Linked DNA regions of Sus scrofa: region 2 is linked to region 1. The links are chromatin contacts, called in public Hi-C maps. All regions are on one chromosome and are shown on one strand. The core of a region is the stretch at or near the end of the contact, and the rest is flanking DNA. Distances in the headings are between cores, read along the strand shown. Region 1 overlaps VPS53 (vacuolar protein sorting-associated protein 53 homolog). Region 2 holds the start of RPH3AL (rab effector Noc2).

What was found. A called contact is a pair of places that touch in the nucleus more often than the background predicts.
Region 2: a contact with region 1 is called in a Hi-C map of omental adipose tissue, with 1.6 times the contacts expected there. The contact joins the promoter of RPH3AL here to the enhancer-like site in region 1. A contact is called at or near these places in 4 of 47 Hi-C or Micro-C datasets (embryonic fibroblasts, epiblast stem cells and omental adipose tissue) and 1 of 2 datasets of contacts at active chromatin or transcription factors (skeletal muscle).

What each region holds. Positions count from the first base shown.
Region 1 is chr12:47,178,233-47,185,463 of Sscrofa11.1, reverse strand. It overlaps VPS53 (vacuolar protein sorting-associated protein 53 homolog), which reads right to left. Exons shown (of 22, transcript XM_003131813.4): 5 at 353-439. Among named protein-coding and RNA genes, the nearest start is that of VPS53, 40 kb to the right of the region's middle. Within about 2 kb of position 3,188, at least 2 of the 83 cell types and tissues checked have an H3K27ac peak or open chromatin away from gene starts, as enhancers often do. A contact at or near this core is called in omental adipose tissue, where this site is marked.
Region 2 is chr12:47,319,342-47,326,572 of Sscrofa11.1, reverse strand. It overlaps RPH3AL (rab effector Noc2), which reads right to left and starts at 4,068. Exons shown (of 10, transcript XM_021067542.1): 1 at 3,948-4,068.

The sequences.
Region 1 (7,231 bases), core at 1,939-4,438:
CTATGCCGCAGGTGCAGCCCTAAAAAAAAAAAAAAAAAAAAAAAAAAAAAAAGTGATGCTAGAGAAAGGAATCCAAAAGGAGTAGGAGACTATTTGGGGGAAAGGGGAAGAAGTGAACTCCCCCTCTTTAAAAACAGGGCTGCAGACGGAGGGCAGCAGGGGGCGAGTCACTGAGTGTCAGGCAGCTCCCCGAGCGGATGTGGATGGGGAACACGCTCACAGGGCCGGCCCAGGAGATGTGGGCGCCACCGTTGGCAGCAAGGGGAAGAACAAGCCCAGTAATTGGTATGACTGGACCAGAAGCCAATTTCCTCTTCTGGGACAAAAGGGTCAGGAAGAAACCTCCACTCACCATTTGCTCTGATTTTTCTGCCTTATCCTTGATATCTTTGATTTTCCCAAAGAGTTGCTGAATAGCTTTCTGGGCCTCTTCGAGTGCCTAGAATAAGAGAAAGAAATGAAAAACAGGACAGCACCAGTCCCACACTGTAATCAAGTAGAGCCTCAGAAGAAAATTACTAAAGCTCTCCTGCGTCACTGCACTTGAACTGACAAGCTTATCAGACCAAAGCAGTAGAGACAGAGGGGAGGCCAGATACAGATTTGGGACACAGATTTGGATAGAGGCGAATAAATACTCAGGATCTTGCCAACTCGCATCTTCAAGTTTTAATTTCAAAACTAAACCATTTCCCCCTATCCCAGCAATTACTACACATCCTGATGACAGTGGATAAACAGGACAGGCACATCTGTGTGTGTGTGTGCACAAGTGCGCTTGTATGCGTTAACCTTCAAAGCCTGCAGGGAAGGAGGTCCCACTGTGGTGCAACAGGGTTGGCGGTGTCTTGGGAGCGCTGGGGCGCAGGTTCAATCCCCAGCCCAGCACAGTGGGTTAGCAATCTGGCATTGCTACAGGTTCAGCTTAGGTTGCAACTGTGGTTCGGATCTGATCCCTGGCCTGGGAACTCCCTATGTCCCAGAATGAACAAAAAAAAAAAAAAAAAAAAAAAACCCAAACCAAAAAGAAAACAAAAAACAAAGGCTACAAGGAGACAGAAGTGGCTCTAAGTTGAGGGAAGGGGAAGCTCTCTGGATTTGGGAAGTGCCAGAAGATGGTGCTTTCAGGAAAAGAAAAAAAAAAAAAAAATTAGAGCTGGGCAAACCTTAGAGACATTCACGAGGACCCCACTCAGAAACCAGGGTAATGACGTCAGAAAGGGACACTTAAAGCTAACGACGAGCCTAATTCTTCCACTGAAATAAAAACCTACAAAGACAGATGCCACCCATTAAAAGCATTACAACCCACAGGAGCTTCTGCGGGTCTGGGGAGCAATATTCAGGGAGTTGGGAGGGTGCTCAGCCGCACATGTGTAGACATATGTGCTGGGGACAGATGCAGTGGCCAAGAGAACTCGCTTCGTTTCATCAAATGCACTTTGTTTATTTTGGATTTAAGAGTGGCCTGTCCTGGGGAGTTTCCGTCACCGTGCAGCGGAAATGAATCCGACTAGGAACCATGAGGTTGCGGGTTCGATCCCTGGCCTCGCTCAGTGGGTTAAGGATCCAATGTTGCTGTGAGCTGTGGTGTAGACAGCAGACATGGCCCGGATATGGCATTGCTGCGGCTGTGGTGTGGACTGGCAGCTACAACTCCGACCGGACTGCTAGCCTGGGAGCCTCCACATGCTGTGGGTGCGGCCCTAAAAAAGACAAAAAAGACAAAAAAAAAAAAAAAAAAAAAAAAAAAGAGTGGCCTGTCCTAACCGGGGCTCCTGAGCCTTTTATAAAAGTAATGATAAGGCCAGTGTCACCCTAGGGCTGTGAGTGGCCGTCTCTGCCCACAAAGCCTCGCTGAGAAGGACACCCTAACAGAAGAGAGAGGACAGCGAAGCTGAGATGTAGAGACAAGGGCCCTGACAGAGCTATCTGAACCTCTGCCTCAGTGGTACCCAGTGGAAGAGCTGCCTCTAGACCACAAACTAACCTCTTTTCTTTTATGCTGAAAAATATTCTTAAAAGCATGGAGCTCCCTTGTGGCAGAGTGGGTTAAGAACCCAGCATTGTCACTGCAGTGGCTTGGGTCACTGCTGTGGCTCCGGTTCAATCCCTGGCCTGGGAACTTCCACATGCTGTGGGCACAGCCAAAAAAGAAAAAAAAAAAAAGAAAAGCACAGCAAACTTAGGTCGGTTTCCTCTACAAGGAAATGAATTCCCTCCTTGTTGGAAGCAGGGACTGTAGCTCCCTGTCCTTCCCAGGTTTCCTGGGCTGCCCACCTGTGACACTGGGACTCCCTTATCCTACTCTGGAGCTCCCTCATTCTGGGTGTGGCTCAATCCCAAACCGAGCTTTCTTCTGATCGTCTTCCATCTCTGACATTTAAAGGAGTTTCACACGTGATGACAAGGATGACAAGCTCCCACGTGTGACTACGTTATGGCTTCGGAGACAAACTCCTTCGGAGAAGCTCCTCTGCCTGTTTGTCGGCAAGTCTGAAGGGACACTGTTCAAGAGCTGCTCGCACCGCCTCCTGCGACAGGCAGGGAGCGTGTGCGTGCTGTGCTGGATGGCTTCACTTCTACCTACCAAGGCTTGGGAGCAGACGACCTTTCCTGCGGGTCATTTCTGCCGCCCAGACAACACAGGTATTTTAATCATCAAAACTCTGGTCTCAGAACAACAGCTGGCACTTCTATCAGAGCCCCAAACTCATAACTTGGGGAAATGTACCTGAAGAGTGGTCAACAATCAAAAGGGGCGATGGAACGCGCTTGGGTCTCACTCGCAGCCCCGCGCGACCCCATTCCCTCCCCAGAGGAGGCCTCGCCACCCCCTGCCTTCCTCCCTCCCACTGGCCCTCTGGGAACAGCAACAGCCCGGGGCGGGGGGGGGGGAGTCCTCCATTTTCCAGCCAGAGGACGTCCCTGCTGTCACAAATCAGCCATACGACCTCTCTGGGGATCAGTTTTCCTGATGGCACCTACGTCGGGTGTTGTCAGGAAGATTTAATGACACAATAGGCATAAAAAGATACACAAATGTTTTAGGTCTATTTCCAGGGCTCAGCAGCAGCCTGGGTGAATGCATGTAAGGACATGGAGGTAGACACACACCCATACACTGCCCTTCCCTCTCGCGCCCCACCTCTGGGCGCACCCACAACCTGACACTCCCCCACGCCCCAGTGAATCCACCCCCTCCCCATGCACCCCCTCACTCCTCCCAGGAATTCCCTTCTAACATTTGCTTCCTCAAAATCAGGATACGAGATTTTGCTGAGCACTGCCGACTGCCACGCCGCCCAACCTAAGATCTCCTAAGATTATTACAAACCAAAGCCAGGTTCCAACAAAGTTACATGAGAAAAGGGAATGAATGATCGAATGTCCAAGGAGCACACCTTCCAAATGAAAAGCTCAACACAGATACTGGTCGTGTACAAATCTCTGTTGTCTCCCAGGACCTGGTCAGATGCTGTTTCTTCTCCATCGTTCCCCCAACGTCCCCCTCCCTCCCGACAGCATCTCCCACAAACACGCGTGCAGCGCACAGCAGAATCGATTCATCCCCTGGGTCCCCGTGGTCCTTTATGTATCCTTAACGTCTGCAATGATTTATCTGTGGGCCTGTCTTTGGGTTGGATGATGAGATCCTAGGGGGCAGGGGTCTGTCTCTTTCCTTGTGACCCCCCTGACAGGGCAGCACCCAGAACGACATGGTAGGTGCTCAGTTTTAAAACCAGTCCATCCTGGCGCACACACACACATCTCTGCTCTCGGGGAGAGTCGGGCAACACATTAGCCACAGGAGTCACGGCTGTGCCAGCATTTTAACTGCAGCTCTTCTTTAGCCAGCATATTTCAAGTTTTGCAATCCTCACATACTGAAAAAAATACTGGGTTTTTAACCCAGAAAAAAAGATTTTAAGTTGCCATGCCATCGCATTTCATAAAGCTGTTGCCAGGGTAGTAAAGTATTGCAAATGACTGCCCCCTGTGTGTGTGCGTGTATTTTTTTTTTTTCCAGATGAACTCGCCTACCCTCAGAAGCCTTCCACACATTCCCTCCCCTCTGTATTTAAGAACGCTACTTTTCAATGCGTATCTATTAATAAAGTATATTTTTAGATTATTTCAGATATTTCAGTTTTTTTAAACATTAGATTCCAATTTTTCCTTTTGAGATGATTAAAAAAATCTTTTTTTTTTCTTTTGGCCATGTTCCTCAGGAACTAGAACTAATTTTAATATCCACTTTATTCAATCAACAAATATTACACTGGGGATACAGGGATTAAGAAAAAACATAATTCCTGGAGTTCCCATCATGGCTCAGCATAACGAACCCAACTAGCATCCATGAGGACATGGGTTCCATCCCTGGCCTCTCTCAGTGAGTTAAGGATCCGGCACTGCCGTGAGCTGTGGTGCAGGTCGCAGACACAGCTCAGATCCCGAGTTGCTGTGGCTGTGGTGTAGGCCGAGGCTGTAGCCCCAGTTGGACCCCTAGCCTGGGAACCTCCATGGGCCACAGGTGCGGCCCTAAAAAGACAAACAAACAAAAGACAGATTTCCTGCTCTCAAGAGGCTTATACTCTAGTAAAGCAAAGAGGCTAATAAGGATATTGAGGCACAAAAAAGATACACACAGAGAGTTGAGGGAGCTGAGAGAGACCATCACCAATACTGGCTCGTTTGTTTGTTTGGCAGGAAGAAGGAGAAGGAAGGGAGGCCCAAGAAGCCTCCTAAAGGTCACAACTTCACAACTGACTACTTAGGGCAGAGTCTTTTTCAACAGCAGCAGTAAGAGCAGCAGGTCCTAATAATGTTCTCGGGCTGTTTGCTGTGTGAGTGTCAGCTCCACACAGGGCTGTGGGTGTCCTCGAGAGTGTGGACAAGGACATGGATGGTTCTTATACCCGCTGTGGCTCAGGCAAGCATCCACTCCGGCTGACAGAACACAGGGCCAGTTTGTGCCTGGTGTCTCATGTAATTACCAATGGCTCCTTCTCACTCTCAAAATCATATGGTCACCTCGACGACAGCATCTAACAAAAGCTGGAACATGGTTGGAACTCAACCAGTACTCGACAATGGATTAAAAATCTTGTGGGGCACGTCTCAGAGGAGCAGCCGTGCTGAGACCCCTGCTCGGAATGAGGCGGACAGACGCCCACAGCGTCCCTCACTTCAGCCACAACTGTAAGCAGTGGTTCTAAAACGCAGCATCGCATTTGCTGTAACTGTTATTATCTATTAGGCTAAGGTGGAGTCTAAAGCCCACGATGCTGCCAGGGGCGAGTAAATTGTAAACCCAACTGGAACCTTCTAAAACACACTGAGTCATAGTGTGAAAAAAGCACCACAGATGCAACTGCCTGCTGGCAACTGCCCACCAGAAAAGACTGACCTGGAGTTCCTGTTGTGATGTAGTGGAAACAAATCTGACTAGTATCCACGAGGACGCAGGTTCGATCCTTGGCCTCGCTCAGTGGGTTAAGGATCCAGTGTTGCTGCGAGCTGTGGTGTACGTTGCAGACACAGCTCAGATCTGGCATTGTGGCTGTGGTATATGTAGACTGGTGGCTACAGCTCCAATTTGACCTCTAGCCTGGGAACTTCCATATGTGGTGGGTGTGGCCCTAAAAAGCAAAGGGAAAAAAAAAAAAAAAAAAAAGACTGACCTTTTAGGGCAGCACAGCTTACATGAAATTCTGTGATTCTGTGGGTCATGTCATGTCATAATGATGCACTGATGGGACTGGAGGCACCAGCTTCTAGCCAAACAGCCTAAGACATACGACATTCACAGCTAAGAAAGGCAAAAACAGAGTTCCCATTGCGGCACAACAGGATTGGTGGCATCTCTGCGGTTCTAGGACGCAGGTTCGATCCCCTGCCTGGCACAGCGGGTTAAAGGATCTGGCACTGCTACAGCTGAGGCATAGGTCGCAAATGTGGCTCGGATCTGATCCCTAGCCAGGGAACTCCATCTGCCATGGGGGAGCCAAAAACGAAGAAAAGAGGAAAGCAAAAAGGGCCAGGTTCTGTACGTAGACCTAAGGTCTGAAGAAGTTTCCACGATTCTTGGAGAAAGGGTTTCTATCCCTATTTCTCTCTTATTTTTCAACCTGGCATCCTACCAGAATTGTCTCTGCTCAAGGTACCACTTTTTTCCTTCCAGGGAACAAGTAAGACTCACACAATCTTACATTTCACAGTCTTCAAGAAAGATAAACTGTCTGCCAGATTTTTTTTTCCCCAGGCTGGGAAACTTTCGCTTGTTATAACAATGTACCGAAGTCGAGGAAATTTAATATAATTCATTTTCCAGAGTCGAAAAGGTTCTTCTGAGGCATTCACTCCATCAAGTAGGCCCGTTCTCAACACATACCCTGATAGCTGACATCTAATCTCTAATAACCAATCACACGGGAGGAGAAGTGTTTTGTAACTGGAAACATCCTAAGACTTACGAATGGTTAAGATTTTATTTTTAAATAATACCCAAATACTTTTACCACCTAGCTAATCAGAAAACGTGCTTAAAGAAAGATTCTGGCACTGTCCCTAGACACTGTTTAAAATAAAATGTGGCTACTTTTCCATCCGGGGCGGTATGTGGATTAAAAACAGTACTAATCACTCAAAAATGTCTGCTTCCAATCCGCCCTGCCTGGAATCTGTGAACTGAGGGCTGGAGCGTGGCTGCAGCCCGCATGCGAGGCAGTGACTGCAGTCTCCCCTTAGCGACTCAAATTCTGCCGGCGGCGGGGGAGGCAAGGCGACCCGCTGAGCTGGCCTAGAAGATTCAGCAGAGCCAATGATGTGCTCTCTGTGTTTCTGCGCATCAACTGTCATCGTTATTCCTCACCTTCCTTTCCTTCTGAAGAAGACCCTGGACGGGCTACCAAAGCCACTCTGGGTCGTGTGCACGGAAGATAACCTGCATGGAACCTGGCATAGACCCCACCACTTTCTTCTTTTGTCCCCCTCTCTGTTGTCTGCCACCTGTGTAGACAGAGTGGATCTGAGCCAGTGGAAACGCCTTGAGAAATTAACATGCCTTTTGGCTCGTAGGCACAGCTAATTTTGCAGTTTCCTCTATCTGCGAATTCTATTGCCTTTATCCTGTGAGTCCACAGGCCGCCTTTAAGACATTTAAAATGGAGATCCCATCTGCTGCCACCCAGGAAGGAGGAAAAGGCTGCTCACTTTCAGAAGAACT
Region 2 (7,231 bases), core at 2,819-5,318, 140 kb before region 1:
TTCCTGGCCCGGAACAAACCTTTGTCCTGGTGCTGCAGAGATGCCGCAGATCCCATTGCGCCACATTGGGAACTCCCCTGGGAGGGAACGCTCCTGGGAGGTTTTTATGGGAAGTCTCAAAAGGAATATTGCTTCTCTGAATTGATATGATCCTTCCATAATCCCCCAAGACAGCAGCATTTCAAGCCAAGTTCTAAATTACATATTCTAAATAATATTCTACATATTCTAGATTAATATTCTTCTTTTCCACAAATATTGAGTGAGGGCCATGTGCTGCCTCAGTTTGGGTTCTTCCAGAAGCGGACAAAGACTCCAATGCAGGTACTTGGTCTGGGAGGAGCAGGTGAGAGGAGCAGAGAGGATGCAGGGAAGGGGAGCCACCCAGTCCAGGGACACTGTGAAGCCAGCTTCCACACTGGGCAGCGCTGCCAGGGTTGTCCCGCCCGCGGGCGGGTGGGGGGCTGGTGTTATTTATACCTCCCAAAGGCATTGGCTGAAGGGTCCTACAGGGTGTTCGTTCCCTGGCATTTCCAGCGGGCCACACGAGGGCTAGAGGCCAGCCTGAGTGGTGGGGGCGGAAATCGCCCTTAGGCACAAAGATGCAGCCTGAAAGGTCGGAGAGGTGGGGTGGTCCTGGGAGAGCATCGGACACCTGTGTCCAGCACACCTGTGTCCCGAGAAGGACAGAGGGGACATTTAAGATGAGGCTCCTGCCTTGCAAGGAGTTAAAGACAGGCGGTGTTCTCAGGGAGAAGCTGAAAACCAACGCAAAACATCTCAGAATGCTTATTTGAAAGGGGATCTGGGTCTCCGGAAACCCCGCCCCCGCCCCGTCCCCGCCCCGCCCCCCGACTGACGGAGCCGCCTTCTCCCCCCTTCCTTAAAAGGCCAGTTACAGACTTTCACCGGGCAAGATACACGGAGGGGCTTTCAGAAGAGCCCTGCCCTCTCCTGGAGAGGAGGTTGGCAGCCAGGTCTGGCAGGGGCCCTTCCGATGCTACGACCAGGCCTGTCTTCTGCTGCCAGGTTGAATGAAGCAAAACGGACCGAGGGCTCGGGTGCGGCTCGGTGGGGAGGAGATGGGAAATGTGCTAACACTCAGCCTCAGACCGCACCCAGGGCCCCGGGTTCCAGGTGAACACAGCAGAGGGTGGGGCAGAGAAGTGGCATTTCCTGTGCCCTCTGGCTCAGCCGCGGTGCATGGGGGAGTCTGAGGGCTCCCCCGCCTCAGGGTGCCTTAGTCGCTTTGCATTGTCTTCCACGGGCGGGGGTGGGGGGGGCCTTGGGCACCTTTCTGCCACAAGATATGCTGGGATAGTGGTGAAAACTCTGCACTTTGACCTCAGAGCTGCATCTTTTCTTTTTCCCACCATGTGCTAGCTGTGTGACCTGAGACAAATCGCTAAACCTCTCTGCGCCTTAGTTACCACATCTGGAAACAGGGTTGCGAATACCTACCTACCTCAGTGTTACGGGAATCAAATGCAGTAATTACATAAAGCTCCTGGCCCCTAGGAATCACCCAATCTATTATAAGAGTTTTGATCAATGATTTTTTTTTCTTTTTAGGGCCACACTCAAAGAATATGGAAGTCCCCAGGATAGGGGTCAAATCAGAGCTGCTGCTATCCCACAGCCACAGCAATGCCAGATCCTTAATCCACTGAGTGAGGCCAGGTATCCAACCCACATCCTCATCGATACCAGTCGGATTTGTAACCTGCTGAGCCACAACGGGAACTCCCTGAGCAGTGACATTTTTGGTTGGGGTAGCTACACAGCCCCGGGAAAGACTGTCCTGGGTGATGGTGTAGCGCTCCCCTTCTCAAAGGGTGCGCTTCACAAAGAAACATGGCGTCAGTGGGTGGCTGATTGAATTCAAAAAAACCCCAACAAAATTACAGGGGTCTGGAGCAAGAGGGAAGGGGTGAGGAGTGAATTGAGGGTCTCAAAGCCCAGGGTTCTAGGGAGAGGGCTTTGGGCTAAATAAGAATGTGCCTGCTTGTAGCCTAGAACCCAATGGGGGTCTGTGTTCAAGATATGAATAGAAGAAGCAGGTGGGTATTAACTTTCCCACAAGCACAGAAGTGGCTTCATCTCAAACTATGTGGGGTTAGATGTTTTATGTATCTTTCTTATAGCCAGGCTGTTGCAGTGAGGACCCTTCCAATGGTAAGGAATAGAAAACCCAGTGAAAACTGGCCTCTGAACAAAAGGGGGTGATTGACTTATAAGGCCAATAGTCCAGGGTTGGCTGTGGCTTCAGGCATGGCTGGATCCAGAAGATCGTAGAATGTCATCAAAATTTCTCTCTTGCTCCATATCTTGCCTTTGCCTCCCCTGCTTGGCTTCATATTCAGGCAGGTTCTCATAATAGGATTGCAAAGATGGCCACCCACATCCTCATAGTTCATCAAAGAAAACAGATGTGTCCCTATCTAGTGTCCATATCAACCCTAGAGAATGTCTCTGGCCTGGCATGGGTTATGCCCATCATTGGACTAAGCACGGGGGCCAAGGAAGCACGGAGACTTCGACTGCTGCACAGATCTAGGGTATGGTGGGGATGTGGCACGGGTAGGCAGAGGCAACCCCACCAGACACATACACCCAACAGATTGTCATGGAATCTATAAAACCTACATAGAACACAGAGTGACTCCCTAAAGAGATGCCAAGTAGGCTTGTCCATTACCCTCCCAGTAAAGAATGATTCATTTCTAAAAGACGTCGGCCAAGGGTCACGGGGGTGGATTGCACGGCAGGAGTTCATCTCAACGGTCTGGATTGACTGTACACTTATCTTCAGAACTGCTGACCCTTGGCCAACACTATGGAATCTTTCAACTAAAGATGAACAAGGCTGCCCAGCCGTGGTCCGTGAGTTGTTTGGAGCAGAATCAGCCGCTCAGCACCGTGTAGTGATCATAATTGGGTCGGTGATTTTCACCTGGTTTTGGAGGCACCCAGGGTGGGTCTCTACCTTGAAGCCTGGTCACGTGGCTAGAACAAGCCGCACCCAGATCCCTGACCCACAGAAACTCCGGATAATCAAGTTGTTTGAAGCCACTCACTCCGAGGGTAATTTTGTTACTAAGACAGGTGGCCTCACACACTCCTACCACCAGCGCTCAGAGGAGGCTTCTTCATCTCCAGAAACGCTGCTGTGTCTGGCAGGGTTGAGGGGGCTGCGGGGTGAGTTAAGTGCCAGTTAAGACTAAATGGTTTCTACTTGTTATGCTCACACGTGGAGCTGTCCTTAGCTCTTTACGTTTTCATGGTCCGTGTTTTGGGTCCTGCCCCGCCCCCTTGTCATGATACCGTCTGAGGTCATTTTCTGGCGTATGGGTTCTTCCAGCCCTCGGGCCCCTCAGTCAAGCTGTTCCCCGAGGGGTGGGAATTACTCTCCCCATGTGACAGTTTAGGCTTAGAAGAGGTCGCTTGCTCCCCGACCTTGACTCCAAGGTGGTGATGGTGGTTTTAGAAAATGTTTATCAAGCAACTGCTCAGTCCACACTTCCCTGGTCCCAACTGTCCCCACAGATGGGCTCCTCCTGGTCCAGCACGGAGACAGGAATTACAGACCCCACCTGTGCAATTCCATCCCACCCTCACGGCCACCTCTGAGATGTGAGATGTCAGGATCCTATTCGCTCATGAGAAAATGGACCCAGATGGGAAAGGGACCTGCTCAGGGTCACGCGGGGACTTAGGGGAGAATCTGGGATGTCACACCCAAGACCGGCTGGTACCCAAGGGCCAGCTCTTCTTTATTGCTATGCTGCGTGTCTCCGACAAGCTCGCACAGCAGGCAGGAGCCAGGCTTCATTCGCTGAGTACTTGCTCATGGTCAAATCCTGTCTTTGGAACACACCCTCTTCTAACCATCGCTGGGAAGGGTCTGAGTTTGTCACACGCCCATGCTCCCACCTGTAGCTACTTACCACCACGGCTTGCATCGAGGATGGTGCCAAGGCTCGAGGCTCCACATGCCAGCCTGGGACCAGCAGCGCCCACAGAACCAGGAGCTTGTAAGAAACATCTTGACCCCAGCCCAGACTTCCTGAATCAGAGCCTGTAGTTTAACAAGCTCCCCAGGTGATTCCCATGCACGTTGATGTTTGAGAAGCCCCAGTGATTGGGAGGCAATTTCCCAGATCCCTCAGGAGCCTGTGCATTTGTGAGCTGAGTCCCTGGATGCCTTGGTTCTTTCGAAGGACGTTGGTGTGACCAATAGCCTTGGAAGATCTTGTGGTTTTTGATCCCGAAGCTCACCATCCCTCTCCTGTAACAGACCCTTCATGTCCTAGTGCCCCCGGCCCCTCTGCTTCACCCCATGGGAACTGAGGCTCTGGAAACCCATGACCAAACGCTGGGTCTCTAGCTATTGCTGTGGCTCTGAACCCATCTTTTCTCCCACCCAAGAGTCTCATGGCTTCAGCCAACATCCATGGAAGCGTGGAGGCTAAGGTGTTAGCTGGCAAAGAGTAAAAGCTCAAACCCTACACAGGTCTCCACATAATGACCATTTAACCCTCTGGCTTCTCTACACTTAAATCACCAGAAACGGGAGTTCCTGTTGTGGCACAGGGGAAATGAATCCGACTAGGAACCATGGGGCTGTGGATTTGATCCCTGGCCCCGCTCAGTGGGTTAAGGATCTGGCATTGCTGTGAGCTGTGGTGTAGGTCGCAGACAAGGCTTGGATCCTGCGTTGCTGTGGCTGTGGTGTAGGCCGGCAGCTATAGCTCTGATTAGACCCCTAGCCTGAGAACCTCCACATGCTGCAGGTACAGCCCTAAAAAGACAAAAAAAAAAAAAAAAAAAAATCGCCGGAAAGGTTTCTTTGCTTTTACCCTGGTTTTAGTGCCTGTATCCCAGAGAAGGTGTGTCATACTGCAGTCTTCCCTTTTTGAAACTGAGTGGCTACAAATGAATACATGAACAAAATAAAGGAAATAACTCGATTAAAGGAATTTTTGGACCCTTCCTGCTTTGCAAGAACTCTGGAAACAGTGGGGCTGGCATTTGGAGCATTCGGTTGGTGGCGCTTGCCAGCTTAATTACCCATCCTAAGCCCCAGGGCTTTCAGAGAAAAGCAGTAATTTGTAATTACCAGCAATTGGCTTGACACACCCAGGACCCCGGCACTCTCATTCTGAAAAAAGAAGCCAGCAAATGCAAAGAACAGAAACCTCCCACCAAAAAAAAAAAAAAAAAAAAAAAAAAAAAAAAAAGCCCCCTGATGCACCGATGACTTGATTCAAAGCCCGCCCTACCATGAGGTTGACAGTGGTATTCACGGTGCCACCAGTGAAAAGCAATGTCATCTCTTAGACAGGTCCAGGTCCATTCCTACTACCACCAAGAGCTGCAGTTCTCTGCTGTCCAGCACAGGGAACTCTATCTAGTCACTGGGACGGAACATGATAGAGGATAATGTGAGCAAAAGAATGTATATCTATGTATGACTGGGTCGCTTTTGCTGTACAGCGGAAATCGACAGAACACTGTAAATCAACTGTAATAGAAAAAAATCAAAAATCTTAAAAAAAAGAAAGAAAGAAAGAAAGAAAAAGTAGCTGCAGTTCTCCAAAAATCAGGCATGGGGAGTTCCCGTCGTGGCGCAGTGGTTAACGAATCCGACTAGGAACCATGAGGTTGCGGGTTCGATCCCTGCCCTTGCTCAGTGGGTTAAGGATCCAGCGTGCCGTGAGCTGTGGTGTGTGTCGCAGACGAGGCTCAGATCCCGCATCGCTGTGGCTGTGGCGTAGGCCTGTGGCTACAGCTCCGATTTGACCCCTAACCTGGGAACCTCCATATGCCGCGGGAGTGGCCCAAGAAATGGCAAAAAGACAAAAAATAAATAAAAAATAAATAAATAAATAAATAAATCAGGCATGGTTATCTCTTGGGAACATAGAGGTGATTTTTTTTTTCTGATTTTCATTTTTTTTTACTTTTTAAATTATAGTTGATTAACAAAGCTCTATTTTTTCTGATTTTTAAAAATAGGCCCTTATCACTTGTATCCTAGAAACGTTATTAAAGATATACTTTCCCCAATTTTTTAATATGGAAAATTTCAAATATATACAAAGTACACATAGCGTAATGAAACCCCATGTACCGTCACCCAGTTTCTAGAATTTTCATCTTCCACCATTCTTGTTTCATTTCTATCCCCACCCAATCCCCCCTCCTCATTATTGACGGTTCTCTTTTCTTTGAGGAGAAATTACATTAGAATGCAATTTACAGATCTAAATTGTCCAATTTTGACAAACTACCCAAGCAACCCACCCTCATCCCGGTATGAAACATTTCCTTCTCCAAAGGAAATCTCCTCACATCACTGCCAAGTCACCCACACCTTGGCAATCACTGCTATTTCACCATAATTTGTTTCTATTTCGTAAGAATATTATTCCCTTTCCTCTGACTTTGGGTTAAACTTGCGTCTTAAGGCAGAAATTGCCATAGGGGGCGCTAGGGGTGGGACCCTCTTCCTGCAGCTACTTCAGGCCCCTTCCTTTTTCTTTTAGCCTTTCAACATGTGTGTCATCAACTCTGTATGAAACCTTCTCTGCTGGAAACATCTTGTGTGGTTTTGGTTTTCCTGATTGGACTCCAACTGTTATACATTTAAACTGGCATTCCTTTCCTTTTTTTAAAATTTATTTAAAAATTTAATGTTTAAAGGTTTTGTTTTATTGTAGTTGATTTACATTTGTTAATTACTGCTGAACAGCAAAGTGATTCAGATATATATCTATATCTCCTTTTTCATATTCTTTTCCATTATGGTTGATTAGAAGATATTGAATATAGTTCTCTGGGCCATGCAGTAGGACCTGGTGTGTTTATCCATCCTGTACATAAGAGCTTGCATCGGCTCATCCCAAACTCTCAGTGCATCCCTCCCTCACTGGTCTCCCCTTTGGCAACCGGGGCAACCACAAGTCTGTTTTCTATATCTGTGAGCGAAACTAGCATTTCTTAAAGTGCATTAGAAAAAACACTAGTTAAGTCCTATGAAATTCATAGGGGTTCTTTGGTGTGAGATTTGAAAATGCCATGTACTACATCTTCCCTTTTGAAGATGCTCAATGCCTGGTACCACATGAAAGGCGAGGGTAGATGACGCTGCAGCAACAACTCACTGCTTCTGTAGCCTCCATGTTCAGAGCATGGTTCTCCGATCCATTGACCTGAGCCCTGGCCATGC